Regions from separate parts of the Sus scrofa genome. Here regions 1 and 2 are each linked to region 3. A link is a contact called in public HiChIP or PLAC-seq data. All regions are on one chromosome and are shown on one strand. Each heading gives the region's core, a stretch centred on a gene start, on an enhancer-like site or on the middle of the called end of the contact. The rest is flanking DNA. Distances are from core to core; before and after follow the strand shown.

The links. HiChIP or PLAC-seq counts read pairs in DNA pulled down with a chosen protein or histone mark.
Region 1: a contact with region 3 is called in an H3K27ac HiChIP or PLAC-seq map of alveolar macrophages. The contact joins the promoter of RAP1GDS1 here to the promoter of ADH5 in region 3. A contact is called at or near these places in 2 of 2 datasets of contacts at active chromatin or transcription factors (alveolar macrophages and skeletal muscle).
Region 2: an H3K27ac HiChIP or PLAC-seq map of alveolar macrophages shows a contact between it and region 3. The contact joins the promoter of DAPP1 here to the promoter of ADH5 in region 3. A contact is called at or near these places in 2 of 47 Hi-C or Micro-C datasets (embryonic fibroblasts and epiblast stem cells) and 1 of 2 datasets of contacts at active chromatin or transcription factors (alveolar macrophages).

The regions. Positions count from the first base shown.
Region 1 is chr8:122,006,041-122,008,830 of Sscrofa11.1, forward strand. RAP1GDS1 (rap1 GTPase-GDP dissociation stimulator 1) reads right to left here and starts at 1,452. Exons shown (of 14, transcript XM_021101742.1): 1 at 1,143-1,452. The coding sequence starts at 1,146.
Region 2 is chr8:120,700,116-120,703,027 of Sscrofa11.1, forward strand. DAPP1 (dual adapter for phosphotyrosine and 3-phosphotyrosine and 3-phosphoinositide) reads right to left here and starts at 1,338. Exons shown (of 9, transcript XM_013979010.2): 1 at 994-1,338. The coding sequence starts at 1,094.
Region 3 is chr8:121,265,384-121,268,173 of Sscrofa11.1, forward strand. ADH5 (alcohol dehydrogenase 5 (class III), chi polypeptide) reads left to right here and starts at 1,411. Exons shown (of 9, transcript NM_001244833.1): 1 at 1,411-1,539. The coding sequence starts at 1,495. It overlaps C8H4orf17, which reads right to left and starts at 1,315. Exons shown (of 17, transcript XM_021101734.1): 1 at 1,153-1,315; 2 at 506-661.

The DNA of each region.
Region 1 (2,790 bases), core at 202-2,701, 740 kb after region 3:
CAAGGAAGGGGTGGGGAAAGTCTGAGTTGACAGGTGCCAAAGGAGCAAATTTTAAAAAGAAGAAAGAAACTATGACAGGAATGGAAGCAAACTGGGGAACAGGCAGAAGCATGGCATTCCAAACCGCTACAATTTTTAAAAATGTTTCGTCTTTTAATCACATTACCGTAGCCACCAGACGTTTTTGCAATTACTGAACTTAACAATGAAGCAACATATTATGAAAAAGTAGGATTAATTATATGTAGCTTTGTAAAACATCTCATCCCAACTCTTAAATATCTCATCCCAAACTCTTAAGATTAATCACAAACACGAAGGAACTAAAATCGCATTATATAGATTCCGACAAGGGAAGCTGGGAAAGCATTACTAGTATGTAAGTTCGGTACCATGTTACAGACAGGCAGGGTGCAGTTTCGTGCTACAGGAGACAGGCGAAGGAGCCAAGAAAATGCGTTGAACACCGGAATAGTGCACACTGTAGTCACCCAACACGAATTCAACAGCTAGCGGCTCTATCCATCCTGCCTCACGTTCCTCGTGGCCTCTGACAAGTCATCCTTTCAACCTATGAGACTGTCCGCTCTCCCCCACCGAAAATAATTTCCGTGCAGGTTGTAAAATCACCCCCACAAACTACTTGCTCCCACTTCCCCGCCTCGGGATGAGCAGTCCCCAAGATGGGGAAAGGTCGCCCAGACAGGGAAGTTACGTGAAGTGGTCTTTCTAGCGGTCGGACCCGAGTCTCCAGCCCAGCAGCCGCGAGGGGAAGGAAGCCGGCGGCCTCTGAAGAAACCGGGATGGGGCAGCGGATGCGAGCCCGCGGGGCAGGCTCCGTGGTGCCCGGGCACCGGCTCGGGCAGGAAGAATGGAGGAGGGGAGGCGAGGCAGCGAGGTGCCCGAGAGCCGGGCGGCGGTCCGGCCCCGCGGCCCGACCCCACCCCGCACTCTGGACCCTCCCAGCCCTGGGACCCGGCGTGCGTTCCGCGTGCGCCGACTCTCCCCGGAGAAACAGCCACTGCCTCACCCCGGTGGACTGGAGAAATCCGGCAACTTTGCGCGAGAAATGCTTCCCACCCTGCACCACGCCGAGAAAGAGAAATATGTCAGGCGATGACGGGGGAGGAAGGATGACTTACCCATGTTCCTCCCAGAGGGTGAGGAGCCGGCAGGTCGAGGCGAAGGTCTCCGGTGCGGGCGGCGCGGCGCTGTGTCCTCCCTCTACCTCTGTCTCTCCCGCAACCAGGGAGGGACCCGCGGGGGGCGGCCGCCGGGGAGGAGCAGCTGGTGCTGCCGCTGCTGCTGCCGCTGCTGCTGCTGCTGCAGGCAGCGCGGCCGCGGCGGGGACGAGCGGCGGGGGGCGGGGCGGGGTAGGGCGGGGCGGGCGCAGCCTGCGGCGGGCGCAGCTCGGAGCGGGCAGGCGGCGGAGGCGCCGAGCCGGCCGGAGGAGCGCCCGCCCCGACGCGCACTCCGGGAGCGCCCCGCCCTCCCCGCCGAGCATGCTCAGTGCCTCCCTTTTTTTTCCCCCCGGGGCAAGTCAATCTGAGCGTGCGGGTGGGCGTGTGTTTGCGGGCCGGCTGCAGCCGCCGCGGAGGAGCTTGATGGCTGCCGCCGGAGGGGCGGAGGGTAGGCCCTGGGCAGGCTGGGTACCGGGACGCTGTGCCCGAACTATTACCTTCCAGGTCGCTACCCCGACCTGGCCAACCCACACCCGGAAAACGGGCCAGTCTTCATTACCCGACAGGCCGGGTGCACAGGCGGGAATTTCCCGAAGGAGGAGACCCTGGGCCGCCTCAGACCCGGGAGGGTGGTCGGGAAGCAAGGCAGTCGTCCTGAAACGGGGCCGGCATGGACATGCTGGCGATGAGGCCAGCGCCTCTGGAGACAGATATCTGAGGACGCTTGTTTTCAGAGCAGCCGTGTGGGCCCGCTGGGCACAGAGAAGGGAGGTGGCCGCGGGAAGGGCGCTTAACATTAGCGGGCACATCAGTGGGACAGTTAAGTCTGTCCTGGCTGCGGCCAGTTTAAAAGAGGTTCCCGGCAGCGAGAGGAGTGACCGCCCCGGGATTTCTTCGGAGCGTATCGTTCTCCTTCCTAGGGGAGCGCGGCCTTCCTTTCCCCGGAGGACACCCGAAAAGCCATGTCACAAGGGTGCCCTGGCCGTCGGGCGCCACCCTCCTCGGATGTGCCCATCTTTGCCCCGCTCCCTTTAAACGCGGCGGGAACAGGTTGCCAAGGCAGGAAACCAAAAGTCCGCCCAGTTGGCTGCGGCCCCATCGGGTCGAACGCCGGAGTTTCCTTGGACCACGGGGCCAGCGCCTGCTCCCCGCACCTCCCCAGCGGCGGGGACAACCTGAGCTGGGCGCTCCCTTTTGAGGGCACCCTCCCAACTGGGCATGCGCGCGAGACAGAGGCTGGTCTTGCGTCCTCCGCCCTGCGGGAGGAGGCTGGGGGAAACCTTCCCGTTCCCTGCACTCTGGTCGCGCCCCGACTCTCGGTGGTTGGGGTGAGGAGTCAGGTCGGTCTCCCCAGGCGGCAGCAACTACGGTCTAGGCGGGGAAAGGGCGCAGGCAGTAGCACAGCCTGTAGGAGGGAGATGCTGAATAGCTAAATGGAAATTTCTCTTTTTCAACTTTTACTCTTTCAGCCCAATGTTGAGAAAAGGTGCTCCCTGCCCTTCATCAGCGGCCCTCTTACAGTCAGATCCGTTTCCATTTATATGACTGATACTACAAAGCACACAAGTCAAAATAGGCCTTGTAATTTGTTGAGCAGGGCAGATTTTCT
Region 2 (2,912 bases), core at 88-2,587, 570 kb before region 3:
GACATAGACCTGGGCAGGTTGCAATCCCAACTTGACAGTGTAATTGACATACGGCTGTACGCCAGATAGTCAATCCCTCTGGTGCTCGTTTTCTTCCTTTGAGAGATGGAAATGCGAGTAGCGCCTATGTCTTTGGGTGGCTGTGAAGATGAGCACTGTTTAATAAGACAGCAGGTGCAGGTCTTGCCTCTCCGGAATCACAGGTGTCAAAACCAGCCTCTCCAGGCTGCTCCCAGTGTTTCAGGGCAAAAAGGTCAGTTTCTCTAGGAAATCCCCTACTCCACTCTTGTGTAATTCTTGCTTCTTGTGTGACCTACTTGGATAAGTTGTCTCATCTGGTCCCTTCTTAAAGACAAGGCTAGGATGACTCCACCTACCAGGACATAAAATCTGCTTGGGGCATAATGTTTATTGCCTTCCTGACTTGTTAATATTTAAAAGGCTCAAAATTGCCCTTACAGACTTGCACACACACTAGAGCTCACAAACGCAGCATCAGGACAAAGAAATACACATGGGCCGCTTCCACAGACACTTCCTCATTCTTTCTCTTTTGAAAAAGTCCCTGTCCCTTGCAGCAGGCTCTAGGCTTTCTATCTTACCCGCAAGTATGACAGTCTTTATGCTCTGTAGTTTGGAGCCCAGAACCACAGCACATTTATTCCCACACCAGATTAACAGCTGGGAAAGCCAGGTACACCACCTACAGCCGGATTCTGTCCCCATGGCAACGCATGTCCCCCCTTTGATTTTGGTCCCATTCTATCCACCTCCTTGTTTTCACATCTGGAAAGATAACAGATGCTTCCGGAATGGCACTGGCCCCCAACAGACCTGGATGAGTCAGGTGCAAAGGACAGAAGATTGGGGTGTCAGGGAGCAAAGGGGTGCTGACCGTCATCATCACCCAAGCGAGCACTCGGGTGGGAGCGGGGGGGGGGGCGTTGAGGTTCCCCCAAGAAGCACTTTTGAGAAGGGGTCCTGCCCTCTTACCCCAAGTCCTGGAGCGGCTCAGCTTCTCCATCCAACCTGCTCCACAGATCCAAAGGGTCCTGGGTGCTCATCTCCCCTTCTGGAGATTCGGCCCTGCCCATTCGCACCCCTCGCGTCCGCTAAGCCCCTCCAGGTGCTGGGTTAAGAGGGAGAGGGCTCGGCGGCTCCAGGCACGCTCCCCTCTGCCGGGAGGGAGAAGCCGCGGCTCTGAGCCTCCAGCCAGCAAGGAAGTGAAACTTGGTTACTCCTCCCACTGTCGCTCAGCACCCTGGCCCCGAGGCACAGCCAGGAGAGTCGTATCAGTCAGGAAGCAGGCAGACCTGGGTACGTCCCTCTGAGGACACCCACACAGCCTCACGCACCAGGCAGTTTCTGGCAGAGGAAGTCAAGGTGAAACTGCTCCACCTGGGAGTGACCGTGAAGCCAGACTCGCCTCGTGGGGGAAAAAAAAAAAGAAACCACAGGTTCACCTCAGGGTTCTCTGCCTCTGGTTTGCGGAGGATGAAATCCATCACCCCCACCTTGCGTCTCACACGCCACCACGGGGAACACGGGATCAGGAACCTTGCTGTTAGGGAAGCAAACCACTGGAACGGCTAAGCTTCCATTCTGAAGTCTGGTTTTTAGCTCTTTCTAGTGCCTGGACTTTGTGACACTTGTTTCAGATGCTCAGCGACATTTCACTTCTGCTGTTTGGGAATCAGTCTAGAAGGCAAGAGATGTGCTAGAGTACCGATTCCCAATAAGGAGAGCTTACTGAAAAATCTAGCTGTTGTATCTATTACCCTGTGAAGGCAGAATTCAATTCTGAGACCTGCTTCCATCATCCAAGCTTTCCACTATATCAGGTTGAGCATGATTCAGAGACAGTCAGCAATTCCTCCTGGAGGAAGGATTAATTAAGAAGAAGGTAGGGAAAGCCCAGCTAACAAGGCAGGTTAGTCTCCGAATTCTGCTTCCTGTCCTGGGCTTTCTCACAACTGGCGTTGTTTTGTGTCCAGATGCCTGTGTAGACAATGCCAGCTGTAGAGAGTTTCCAAAGGGAAATTGCCATCACTCTGAATCCCGGGGAATCAGACAAAGCACAGCAATAAACGAACAAAGGTCATATGATGCTTCCTGCCTTCTCTGTGTACCTGCAGGAGAGAACCTTCCTCTCTCTCTCTGCCCCTCACTCACTCAGGGTTTACCACTGGGCCCTGTCTTGCTTCTCGCAGTGCTGTCTGAGGACCGGCAGCATCCAAATTGTGGTTCATCCCAGTGCTTCTGAACCAGCACCTGCCTTTGAGTAAGAGCCTCAGGTTGACTCCCGTGGGGGTGACATTTGAGGAGGTTGCCTTCTAGGACACTAAGACAGCAGAGCAGAGCTGTTCCAAGAGGAGAGGTCGGTCTGCCCCTGGAGTTCTTCTAGCTGTTCTTACAGTCTTTCCCTATGACCTCCATTGTCAGTGATTTGGGAGACCCTGGCTTACTCTGATTGCCAGGGAGAAATTCCTGAGGGTCTGGAGATAGCCTCGGGGAGACGAAGCTCTGATAACACACATGGAACTGACTGTACATCAATATTTAAAATTCTTTTGGCTACTGTTGGTTTGGAGAGAAGCACAGTGTCCACTTGCAACAGAGGCCAATCCTGGCCAGGGAGGGGCTGAACGTGGACACAGCAGAGAGCGGGTCAGCCTGGGAATGTCCATATGTCACAGGTGCAGCCCTAAAAAACAAAAACTTCCCAATTTTATACCCAAAAATGATTCTTCCTGCAATTGTATTTTATCATTTACTCCCACTTTCATTGAATAAATATAAATCTTCAGAGCGCTCGCATTCCGCTAAAGACAACTTATCATCGCCTTCTACCCAACCTAACAGAACCTGGAAGTGTCAGGCGGCAGTGTGCCAGGAAGAGAGAGCAGGGGAGT
Region 3 (2,790 bases), core at 161-2,660:
AAAAGGACTGAGATACAAAGAAAAGAGTGGTCTATCCAGTCGACTCATTTTAATAAAATACAGCATCCACAACAGAGTTTAAGAGTAAAGTGACAAATACTCTATCTTTCCTCTTTCTAAACACTCTTAAAACACATCAAATGCACCCATGTTCCAGAGACTTTTCACTGCCTCCTTCTCCTCCTGGCAAAGTTCTCTCCTCATGTCCTATGGATTTCCCACCAAAACTCCTACTCACCCTTCAGCAGCAACAGCTGGAACAGGAGCCTGGTGTAAAACAAAGAATGCTGCCCACCATGCAGGTCTACAGAGACTGAGTCATTAGCCCCCCCAGTTGCAGACCTACGACACACCCTGAAAGGAAATCCAGGGGAAGATCAGGGAAGAGGCACTCCATGCTCTGGGAAAACAGGCCCTTAGAAAATTAGAAGTAGGAGTTCCCGTCCTGGTTCAGTGGTTAACGAATCTGACTAGGAACCATGAGGTTGCAGGTTCTATCCCTTACCTCGTTCAGTGGGTCAAGGATCCCGCCTTGCAGTGAGCTGTGGTGTAGGTCTCAGACCGACTGGGATCCTGCGTTGCTGTGGCTGTGGCGTAGGCCAGCGGCTCCAGCTCCAATTCAACCCTTAGCCTGGGAACCTCCATGTACCTCGGGTGCGGCCTTAGAAAAAGAAAAAAAAAAAGAAAATTAGAACTATTTCAAGACAAACTTTTTTAAAAACCTGGATTCTCCCATCTTCCCATACTTATCTAGGAGATGTAAGCTTGATTATAAGAACCTGCTCAGCCCAGTGTATATATGATTTTTCATATATACACTGGCCTCTTCCCCGCCTCTCCGACCAGTTCCTCAGAACTACCTGAGGGGCTGTCTCCAGGTCCACAGTCCTCGGTCAGACATGGGGTAAACAACTCACAGGTTTTTTCCACTGTGAGTTTTTTTCAAGGTGACATTGGGAAATTTCCCAAAGGAGCCCGCTTTGTGTCCCCTTATCCCTCCTCACAGCTCATCTGACGGAGGCTGCTGTGAGGAGCGCTATCTTCCTCATCTGGCGCGCTCGAGACTTGTGCGCCAGGTGTGTAGGACTGGGAAGGTGGTGCAGTCCTCTCATGGCTTCTCATGGGCTCCCAGTGAAATTCCTGGTTTCTCACCTTGTCTATCTCTCCTTCGTAAGCTTTCTCTGCGCTGTCTGGGCTACAGTTACACAGGGAAACTCTCTCCCGACAAACATTACGCAGCAAGCCTGTCATGCCAGTCAAACAGCGGGAACCCCCACTCAGCCTCCTCGGAACCCCTCCTACTTCCCGCGAGACCCCCGCCTCCTACTACAGCTCTAGCTCCGCCCACACTAGGCCACGCCCCTCACGTCCCAGGCCCGCCCCTTCACGTCCCCCGAAAACCTCTGCTCCGCACTCGCCCCGGCGCCGGCGGAGGTAGAAGAGCGCCACGCGCACGCTCCGCCCACATCGCCGACCCTCCCCGGGCCCTGCCGGATGTCCGCTTCTCGCTGCTCGCAGTCGGAGGACATGGCGAACCAGGTATCGCCTGCGGCTCCGCGGCTGGAGAAAGAGGGAGGGAAAGCATGGGGCAGAACCCGGCCGCCCGCTTCGGGGCGGCGCGGAGTTGGGCCAGACTGTAGAAGCTGAATCAGGGGCTCCGGCGAGCAGCTCTGCGGGAAGGAAGGGAGGGCGGGCGCTTTTTGTTCCTTACTTGAGAGGGTTTTGCCCTTTTTGGCGCAGCCGAAGCGGGGTGGGGGTGGAGAGGACGGGGGGGGGGGAGTCGATCCGTGTCCTGCAGGCCGTTTGGGAGCCTCTATGCTTTGCGTTCACAAAAATAAGTAACTAGCTCAAGGTCATACTTTTAGGTGGCACAGCTGCAGCCAGAGCCCATGCTCCTAACCCTGTGGTAGGTTGCGTGCTTTTCATGATAGTAGTTCATAATTGAGCTATTATTGTGGCACCAAGGAATGCATTTCGGGCCCTTTCAGTAACGCTGTGGAGCAGTTGGTCACCAGAGGGCCTTATACATACCCTCCTTTAATTTAATCCTCGTGTAGCACCTATGCACGATAGTATCCCATTATACAGACCAAGAGCTGAGCCTTAGAAGTTGGTCATGCCCAGTGGTCACACTAAGGACCACCAGGCTTCCGAACCCTGTGCACAAACTATTACAGGTTCTAGAAGTACACATAAGACAATAGGAAAGGCAGAAACATACAAACAACGTGATTAGTCGGTCTAAAGTGTCTGATTGTTTTATTGCTTGCAAACCAGGAATTTTCTAGAAAGATTTGGACTTGAATACAAATGGTAAATTCTGAGTGATTTTTCGGACCTAACAAACTGGCAGTTTATTTTCGTTATTACCAAGTGTCTTTAGAACATGTGAGAAATTATAATTCCTATGATAGTTCAAATATTGAAGTAGGGCAAGTTGCCTTTGGATTTAGAGTGGGGCTTCGTTTTGCTTAGAATTGTCTTAAAGGGAGTTCCTGGTGGTCTAGTGGTTAGGACTCAGTGCTTTCACTGCTGCAGCTGGGGTTCAGTTCCTTATCTGGGAACATATCCCATGTCAAGCCAAGCATCCAAAAAAGGGGGAGTGAGCTCCGAAAAAAACAAAAAGTCACATTGAAGGGAAAAGGTTAAACTCCTTTCAGATATATGTTGAAAGGGCAGAGGAGGGACATAAAACTTAGATTACGGATGACCTATTTAGTCTTGTTGCTTCACCTGTCTAGATTATGTGACTTCATTGTTTGTATTCTGAATTTTACCTTTGGGGTTTTG